3 separate regions of the Mus musculus genome follow, and all the other regions are linked to region 1. Evidence: chromatin contacts called from public Hi-C data. All regions are on one chromosome and are shown on one strand. The core of a region is the stretch at or near the end of the contact, and the rest is flanking DNA. Distances in the headings are between cores, read along the strand shown. Region 1 overlaps Camk1d (calcium/calmodulin-dependent protein kinase ID). Region 2 overlaps Camk1d (calcium/calmodulin-dependent protein kinase ID). Region 3 overlaps Cdc123 (cell division cycle 123).

Region 1 (2,700 bases), core at 89-2,588:
CTAGTGAGCATTTATAGAGGTAAGCAAACGAGCAAGGGGGACTCCAGCCTGGCACACATCTGAGTGGGGGCTGTTACAGAATTTTGTTTTCCTTTAAAATAATTGGCTGGTGCGAGGAGCCGAGCCATAAACGTAACTGCTGCTTTCCTCCTGATTGGTGGTTGCTAGGGAGCGACTTGGAGGTGCAGGCTTGTTGGTTCAGCCTTAGCTCAGGTTCTCCAAGTTGGACTCTGAACCCAAGATGGAGTTGGTTTGGTCTCTGAGCTGCGCCTCTGGTAAGTGCTGTTGAGGGTTTAACCTTCTTCCATTCTCAATGATAACACGTCCAGGTACTGACCCCTGACTCCCCCCGCCACAACTTCCAGAAGGGTCTTCAAATTAACCTCCTTATTGCATGTTGTGGGTAGAACGTTTTCCTTTTAGGTCTGTGGAGACCATATTTGATCTCTTTTCCAGTTTCATCTTATTTATGCTTCCTGTCTGGGACTTAGCAGAACTTGCCCTTGAAACGGCTTAAACAAGCACTTAGAATCTGGTTTGAGGTAGGATCAACAGCAGTTGATTGTCCTTTTCCTGGCTAGCTGGTTGGGCTTTCTGTCCAAACAGCTGCAGCGCCCTAGGGCAGGTCACATGACCCCTGCTGTCCTGACCACGGGCAGGTCCCAGCCTGGGGTACCTGAGCCTTCACATGCTGTTCCTGACATTTCGGTTTCGACTTTAGCACTGTCCTTTAGAGTTGTGTTTCGGACCCAGGAAGGAGGTCCCCCCCCCCCCCCATCTCCATGTTTGGCCTGCAGCTGTGTTTGTATGATTTCGCAATTTTTCCTTCATCTCAACTGGGCTGCGCGATTGGACCCGTGTCATCTGCAGCCATCGGTAATCTTCACTTAAATTAATCTTTCAAAGAAGCCGATTAAGTTGATTGCGCTCCACAAGCCGAGGTTTGGTGTCCGTACCTTTCAGCTGTTTACAGAAGTGATTAGAATGAGAACTTTGTATATGAGTTTTGGTAACCAGTTAAACTTATTTTTGGATCTTGTCTTAATGGTTTATTTCCATCATGTGCCTGTTTTTAACACAAAAACTGAAAATGAGGAGGGGCGGGATTTAATCTTACTGTGTGCATCTGTGCCTCTCAGGCATCCTAGGATAGCCACGGCCTTGACTCAGCTTGGGTGTCCTAAGAGATCCGTGACGAATCACCAACATTGTTTCTTCTAGCTCTAAGTTCTCTTTGCAGTTAAAACCATTATTTCTAATTTAACATAAGCAAAGACCTTGTGGCCACTGCCTGGGCTGCCTAGTGTAGAATTTAGCCCAATGCATTGCAAACATTTGCCTGCCAATCAATCTGAGTCTGCGCAATGTAGTCTTTCAGAACAGGGAGCGTGCTCCACAGGGAGCCCTTCCTGAGTGAGCAGATTCACTTTTAAGTCCATGGAAAAGTTGACACAGGAAGTTGAGTGTTGTTTAGAGGCAAAGTCAAAGAAAGGTGTTGGCTAACAGCTCTGTTTTGTGTGGCCTAAACTCTGCCTAGGAGTTTTTTTTTTTTTTAAGATTTATTTATTTATGATATGTAAGTACACTGTAGCTGTCTTCGGACACCCCAGAAGAGGACATCGGATCTCATTACAGATGGTTCTGAGCCACCATGTGGTTGCTGGGATTTGAACTCAGGACCTTCGGAAGAACAGTCAGTGCTCTTAACCGCTGAGCCATCTCTCCAGCCCCATGCCTAGAAGTTTTTTAAGACCAATGTATGAAAAGCTTAATTCTAAAGAGGAAATTTAGATGTCTCCCTTCTCTAGGAATATCTTAAGGCCGGAAACGTGCTGGAACCAAGGGTGGCCTTTCTTCTCATCTTCTGTCTCTCAGTCGTTCCTAACTAATTCCACGAAGCCACCAGCCCTCACAGCTTCTCTGTGGACAGATGAATATTTTTTATCATAACTTAAGCATGGTAAATAAAGGATATCACTTTCTTATTGTAAATATCAATGTCTTCAAATGGAACAGTATCATGATTATTTTAACTGTAACCAGTTAAATGGAATGTAAATGCCATAGACATTTGATACCTGTCATTATCATTAAAAAGTACTAGAATCAGCTTAAAATAATAAGTTCTTCCCCTCCCCCTTTCAGCTAATATTCTATTCCTAAGGAATTTTATCCTGGAATACCATATGTATTCCTGCAAAAGTATGTACATAATGTTTAAATTAGATTTCTGTATCAGTAAGGGTCTAAATATAAATATTTAAAAATCTATGTATATAGTTACTTCAGTACTAAGCTAATGATTGTTATCACACACTTGTGTACAAGTAGATGCTTTGTATGTACCGTAACAGTAGAATGCAGAAGTTGTTTCTGGTAAAGCGGTGGAGCCTTTCCACTCACCCTCCCCTAGTCCTGTCCATAATGATGAATATTCATCACTCTGAGGGTAAAGAAACTGTGTCTAAGTAAATACAGAAGTGGAGCTGGAGTGATGCTATGGCAGGCCCTTCCTTGACAGGGTCTCACTATGTAGCCCAGGCTGGTCTAGACTCTGTAGCCCAGGCTGGCCTCAAACTTGCAGTCTTCCTGCCACAGGCTTCGAGGTGCTAGGATTATAGTGAGGAGTTATCACCCTCAGCTCATTGATCTCTTTCTAAGTTGAGCACCAGGCTATTTAGTTTGCTTTCAGCACATCTG
Region 2 (2,700 bases), core at 112-2,611, 150 kb after region 1:
TTGATGCTGTGTGGGCTTCTTTAAGAGAATCACACTTCATGGTCTTTACAATTGTATGATCTGCGATTTCGAAGGGATTTGAAGCTATTATCTTCAAAGGGTTCTTAAGGAAACTAATGAGGTCACAGGGTGGCTCCTGAATGGCCCCCGACAGGACTCTACTTGATAACATGAAACTCTAGATTAGAAGGATCTAGGAAGGAATCCTTACTGTAAACAGAGTTAATAGTCTTGTTTGTGAGATTCCCAGGAGATGCCTGTGAGGAAGCTGGGGCTCTATCCAAGGTCTTATGCATGTGCTCTCATTGCTATTTTAAAATGAAATGTCTGTACACGAATAAGTATTATCTTTGTTGGCAGCCTTCAAAGCTAATGTTGGCTGTTGGAGAATTCTCACTCCTTAGTCGGTGATGGTGAGAGGCTTCACCGGACCTGGGGCAGAGAGGCGCACGTTCCTTCTGACGCTTCTCACACATTTACTTGGCTTGATGATAGCATTTCAGGGGCTGAGGCCAGATCATACCAAACTAAACAATGAAGCGTTTTAGGCTAGCCTAGATTACATAATAAGTTCCAGGTCAGTTGGAGGTCTATATGGCTAAATGAATTTCATCCATCTTTCTGCTACTGATTTTCCTTGAGAAATGGAATGTGTGTATGTGTGCACATATATTCACATGCACATTTGAATGTGTGTATGCATATGCATGTGTGCACATACTTGTGTGTGTGGATATGCATTTGTATGTGTGCATGTACATGCGTGTGTGAGTGCATGTGTGTGTGTGTGTGTGTGTGTGTGTGTGTGTGTGTGAGCGAGCATCTTCACATTCAGATGCACATGACTGGATGCCAGAGTCAACAGGGAGAGCCTTCCTTAGTCATTTTTCATGACATTTTTTGAGACACGGTCTCTCTTTGACTCAGGTAGATTGACTGGCCAGTGAGTTTCAAAGATGGATGCCCGTGGTCTCTGCCTCCCCACCACCTCTAGCACTGGCCCAGCCTGCTCAGCTTTTGAGATGGGTGCTGGGGATCAAAATCACGTCCTCAGCTAACAAGCTAGCAAGTACTGACTGAACCACCCTCCCAGCCTGGGGAATTGATTTTTCCTCCCATCCTGTTAGAATTGTGGGGCTACTTTGTTTTCTCTCTACTTTCTGAACTATCTTCACTCCATTTTCAAGAAAACTGCTCTGAGTGGTTTGTTCTGCCAGTGTCCAACCTAGAATAGTGTTGGGAAAGAAATGATTGGACCAATGGCTAACAGCCAGATCAGATGTCGCTACAGAGCTCCAGCCTCAAGTCTGTGTCGACTGGCCAAGGAAACCTGACAATAACCCCCATCCTGATTGGTCCAAACGACAAGGACTTGATCAATAAGTGCCAGCTGCCCTGATTTTTGTCCTCATTTCCAACGTAGAACCAATGGGGGGCAGGTACATAATGCTCCCAGTCACACGGGAGCCTTGCTGTTCCAGGCGCTCCTGCAGAGATCCCAGGCCTCGAGTGTCACCAGGCCAGCCGTCTTCACTCAGGGGACAGCTAAGCCTTCCCTTTTTTCTGCTACAAAGCCTCCTGCTCCACTTCTCTGGCTGCTTTCTCTTGAGTCTCTGCCAAACACAGTGACAGTGTCTAACTCCCTTTATAGTAAGCTCTGATGAATAACCTTTCTTTTCTCCTTTTGGTGACTGCATTGTCACACAGGAAGAGACCCAGGAAAGAGCCCGGCTCTACCTGCTTAGGTGCTTTGTCTGGTTATGACCTTGCGGCCACATCTGCACCTGTGTAATTGGGCTTCAAGGCTCATTTGTCCCTCCCTCCCTCCTGCCCTCCTCCCTCCCTTCATCTCTTCTACTTTTCCATGTGTGTGTGTGTGCATGTGCATATGTGTTATATATATACATATATCATACATGTATGCTTTCAAGTGGAGGCCAGAGGACAACTTTAAGGTCTTGTTCCTTAAGTAACATTGATGATGATGATGATGATGATGATGATGATGATTGGATCGTGAGGCTCCCTAATCACACTAGTCAGGTTGGCCAGCAAATCCCAGGAAGAAGGCTGTCTTCATCCTCCCAGTTCTGGAATTCACGTACATGCCACCATGCCTGACTTTTGTCCATTTTTAAGTGTCGGTTCTGGGAATTGAAGACAGCTCTTACGTTGATGCACTGTGCTGCCCAAGGTACTGGGTCCTGCTGAAAGAATGGCTATCTGAATCCAGTTGCTGCTCAGGCCACAGGATCTGCAGTAGCCAGTCCCCTTCTCACAGGCAGCCTACTGGAGCATGACCTAGGACTCTAACAATCCAAGTTCCAGGATTTTTTGCCTGGGGAAGTGAGTTTATGTCAAAGCGGGTACTCGGAGGCCTCACTTTCTCCCTGTTATCCCAATTCCTGTCTGGAAATTAGAAAGCCAGGCTACAAGGCTATGTAGTGAAACCACCACATCCTTGGAAAGCTCTAAGACAAGACTCTTATCATGGGGCCCTGCTCTCCTCTCTTCAAAGCCTTCTCCATGCCCCAAGTCTTTCTTGGTGCTGGGGTCTGAACCCTCCTCAGAGCTCCTGCTATACTGTTGTCTGTCTGTCTATCCACTGTGTCAAAGAAATTCTTTTAATAAACTTCTTACTCCCCAGGATCCATATTAGGGTCCTTCTTGAACCTTTTATATAAACACTATGGCCTCTGA
Region 3 (2,700 bases), core at 71-2,570, 150 kb before region 1:
CCGGCATCTCTTCTCTCAAAAAATAGCTCACGCTAGTCACTGTGTGAGTGTGTGTATGCGCACATACATGCCGTGTTCTCGGAGGCCGGAGGAAGATACGGGGCATCGCCCTCTGTTGCTCTTTATCTCACTGCCTTGACTCTCAGTAAACTTGGGGCTTGTCGATTCAGTTAGGGAGGCTGGCCAGTGGGCTCTTGTAATCTGCTTGTCTCTGCCCCCCAATGCTGAGGTTACAGGCATGGGTAGCCATGTCTGCTTTTGTACTGCGGGGTTAAACCTGGGTCCTCATGCTTGCTGTGCTAAGCACACACATCCACTGCCTTATCCCCACCCCTTCTTCCCACCCTTGCCCAGACCTTAGTAGACAGAGCATCGTGTAGCAGCTATTGGCCTTGAACTTTCTGTCTAGTCAAGGCTGTCCTGAGCTCCTGGTCCCTGCCTGTCCTTGACATGTGCTGGGTTACAGGGATATGCCTCTCACTTGGCTCAGATGCTGGCATTAGGTAAGGATTCAGAAAAGACCACTGAGTTGCTCCTCCCGAACCACACACTTGGTGACATCTGTGTTTTCAGAGACGTGTGGGTTCGGAAAGTACCATTTAAGAAGTTGATGATTTTATTCCTCTTTCTGGTAAATACTACTTTCTTGGTGATTTTATTTAATTGAGAGCAGGAATAAGAACAATAATTTGCATTATATATAATTCTGGTTTTGATACCCTAACTGAAACATTGAAATGTTGATCATGATTTCTGTGACTCTTCTAATGGTGTTGACTTGCTCACGACCTGTTCTCTGTCTCTCTAGGCACCAGAGTTTCCTGAGTTCAACACTCAAGTCCAAGAAGCTATCAATTCGCTGGGGGGTAGTGTCTTCCCTAAGCTTAACTGGAGTGCCCCAAGGGTAGGAAGATGTAAAGAAATCTCACTATTTGAGTAGTTGTTTGTTTTGTTCTGTATTCATTTTATATTCCCTCCGAGCATCTAATGTACCTTCCATTACATTCTTAATTTCAGGGAAAGCACTGTTGAGATTATTATATTTTTCCTCTGTTGTTTTATTCTTCTGATTTTGCTGTTTGTACTTTCTACGAAATACTGTGCATTCTGCCAAAAGACAATTTGACCTCTTGTGTTGCCAATTGTACTAGGATTCTGGGTATGTTCGTAGTCTGCATTATTTAAAACTTCACCCTCTCAGTTGAGCAAGGTTTTCTCTATTGAAAAGTACAATAAATATGGTGGCCCAGAGAGATAGCTCAGTGGGTAAAAGTGCCTGCCATCTAGCCAGATGACCTGAGTTCATTCCAGGGACCCACGAGGCAGGAGAGAACTGAGTGTTGAAAGTTGTCCTCTAACCTTGCATACACAGACACACACAGACACAGACACGCTTGTACACAGTGGCAGGGATCCAGTTTTGTTTCTCCGCATATTCGGTGTTTGCCATGACCGTCCTTTTGCAAACACCCTGTCCTTACCTGAGGCATACTACTACAATTAATAACATCTTCCCATTCCATGTTTTGCCATCCTTAGAGTTAAGAGTTGCATTATTTTTTATTCAGCTGTGTGGTTTGCTGTGTACATACTGATGTTTTTGTGGGATTAAATATGATTTGGGTATACTTTCTTTAACTAGAAGTTTATTGTCTTTTTTTATTGGGAGAAATTATAAAGATATCATGTAGAGGTTTTTTAAATTCATTTTTAGTTTCTCAGGCAACTTTTCATCTACATGAATAATGTTTGAAATTTTCTTTGTTTCCACTTAAGATAGGAAGATTATTTCTGGTTGTAAATTCCTTATGCACCTGTTCATTTGTTTATGGAATGACTTGTATACACCAGTGCTTTCTTCCATGCAGTGTGGGTAATGGGACAGTTTTGGTAGTTATTGGTGTTTTCCATTGTGTATTTTAGCCTGTGTCTGAGCTGTCTATAGAAGTGTGACTTTATCACACTGCGTTGGGCCCGGTTACTTTACGTCCACATGTCCGGTGCAGCCCTGCTTTGGGTTGTGGTGGTGAAACTGTTTGACTTATTCCTTCCTGATCAGATGAACAGGGTCTTGACTGCCCTGAGCATCCAAGTTCAGGTGCTCGTCGGTTGGTCTCCCCAATCAGGGAGGCTGGAAATGACTGCTTTCACTGTGGAGAGCAGCTGATTCTTCACCACGTGAATCTTCGCCCTGACCTGTGTGACTTCATTAACCTTCCTTCCATCTTATCGTGAAAAACGCCCTGGTCTAAATGTGTGGGTCCTCCTATCTCAGTGTGCATAACTACACTTTTTTGAAAAAAAAAATTATACTCATTTGTTTTGTGGGTGGGTATACTTGTGTGTGCATTTTTGGAAGAGGACAATTTGTGGGACGTGGTTCTCTTCTCCCGTGTGTGGCGCAGTATTGCAGTCAGTGGTCAAAGCTGGTGGGAAGTGCCTTTGCCTGCTGAGCCATCTTGGTCCTCAGCGTACATGGCTGGGTGTCTAGCATGGGCTGATCATGCTGTTTGTTGAGAAGTGTAATTTGACCCTGGAGGCGCTGTGCACTGGTGCTCTCTCATCTGTGTGCCTGGGCTGCACTCGCTGGGTGTGTCGTAACTCATACATGTTTATTGTTTAGGATGCGTACTGGATAGCGATGAACAGTTCCCTGAAGTGTAAAACTCTCAGTGATATCTTCCTGCTTTTCAAGAGTTC

What was found. Hi-C and Micro-C count contacts between places; a contact is called where the count stands out from the background.
Region 2: a contact with region 1 is called in a Hi-C map of liver, with 1.6 times the contacts expected there. The contact joins two enhancer-like sites. A contact is called at or near these places in 2 of 484 Hi-C or Micro-C datasets (liver and nephron progenitors) and 2 of 9 other capture datasets (liver and pancreatic islet).
Region 3: a contact with region 1 is called in a Hi-C map of liver, with 2.0 times the contacts expected there. The contact joins two enhancer-like sites. A contact is called at or near these places in 1 of 484 Hi-C or Micro-C datasets (liver), 2 of 115 datasets of contacts at active chromatin or transcription factors (both in embryonic stem cells) and 2 of 9 other capture datasets (adipose tissue and liver).

The regions. Positions count from the first base shown.
Region 1 is chr2:5,667,814-5,670,513 of GRCm38.p6, reverse strand. All of the region lies in intron 1 of Camk1d (calcium/calmodulin-dependent protein kinase ID), which reads left to right. Among named protein-coding and RNA genes, the nearest start is that of Camk1d, 46 kb to the left of the region's middle. Within about 2 kb of position 1,338, at least 17 of the 459 cell types and tissues checked have an H3K27ac peak or open chromatin away from gene starts, as enhancers often do. A contact at or near this core is called in liver, where this site is marked.
Region 2 is chr2:5,518,177-5,520,876 of GRCm38.p6, reverse strand. The region is part of intron 2 of Camk1d (calcium/calmodulin-dependent protein kinase ID); the gene reads left to right. Among named protein-coding and RNA genes, the nearest start is that of Gm36853, 37 kb to the right of the region's middle. Within about 2 kb of position 1,361, at least 26 of the 459 cell types and tissues checked have an H3K27ac peak or open chromatin away from gene starts, as enhancers often do. A contact at or near this core is called in liver, where this site is marked.
Region 3 is chr2:5,821,306-5,824,005 of GRCm38.p6, reverse strand. Cdc123 (cell division cycle 123) reads left to right here. Exons shown (of 13, transcript NM_133837.5): 5 at 809-904; 6 at 2,624-2,700. Among named protein-coding and RNA genes, the nearest start is that of Gm29984, 2.9 kb to the left of the region's middle. Within about 2 kb of position 1,320, at least 8 of the 459 cell types and tissues checked have an H3K27ac peak or open chromatin away from gene starts, as enhancers often do. A contact at or near this core is called in liver, where this site is marked.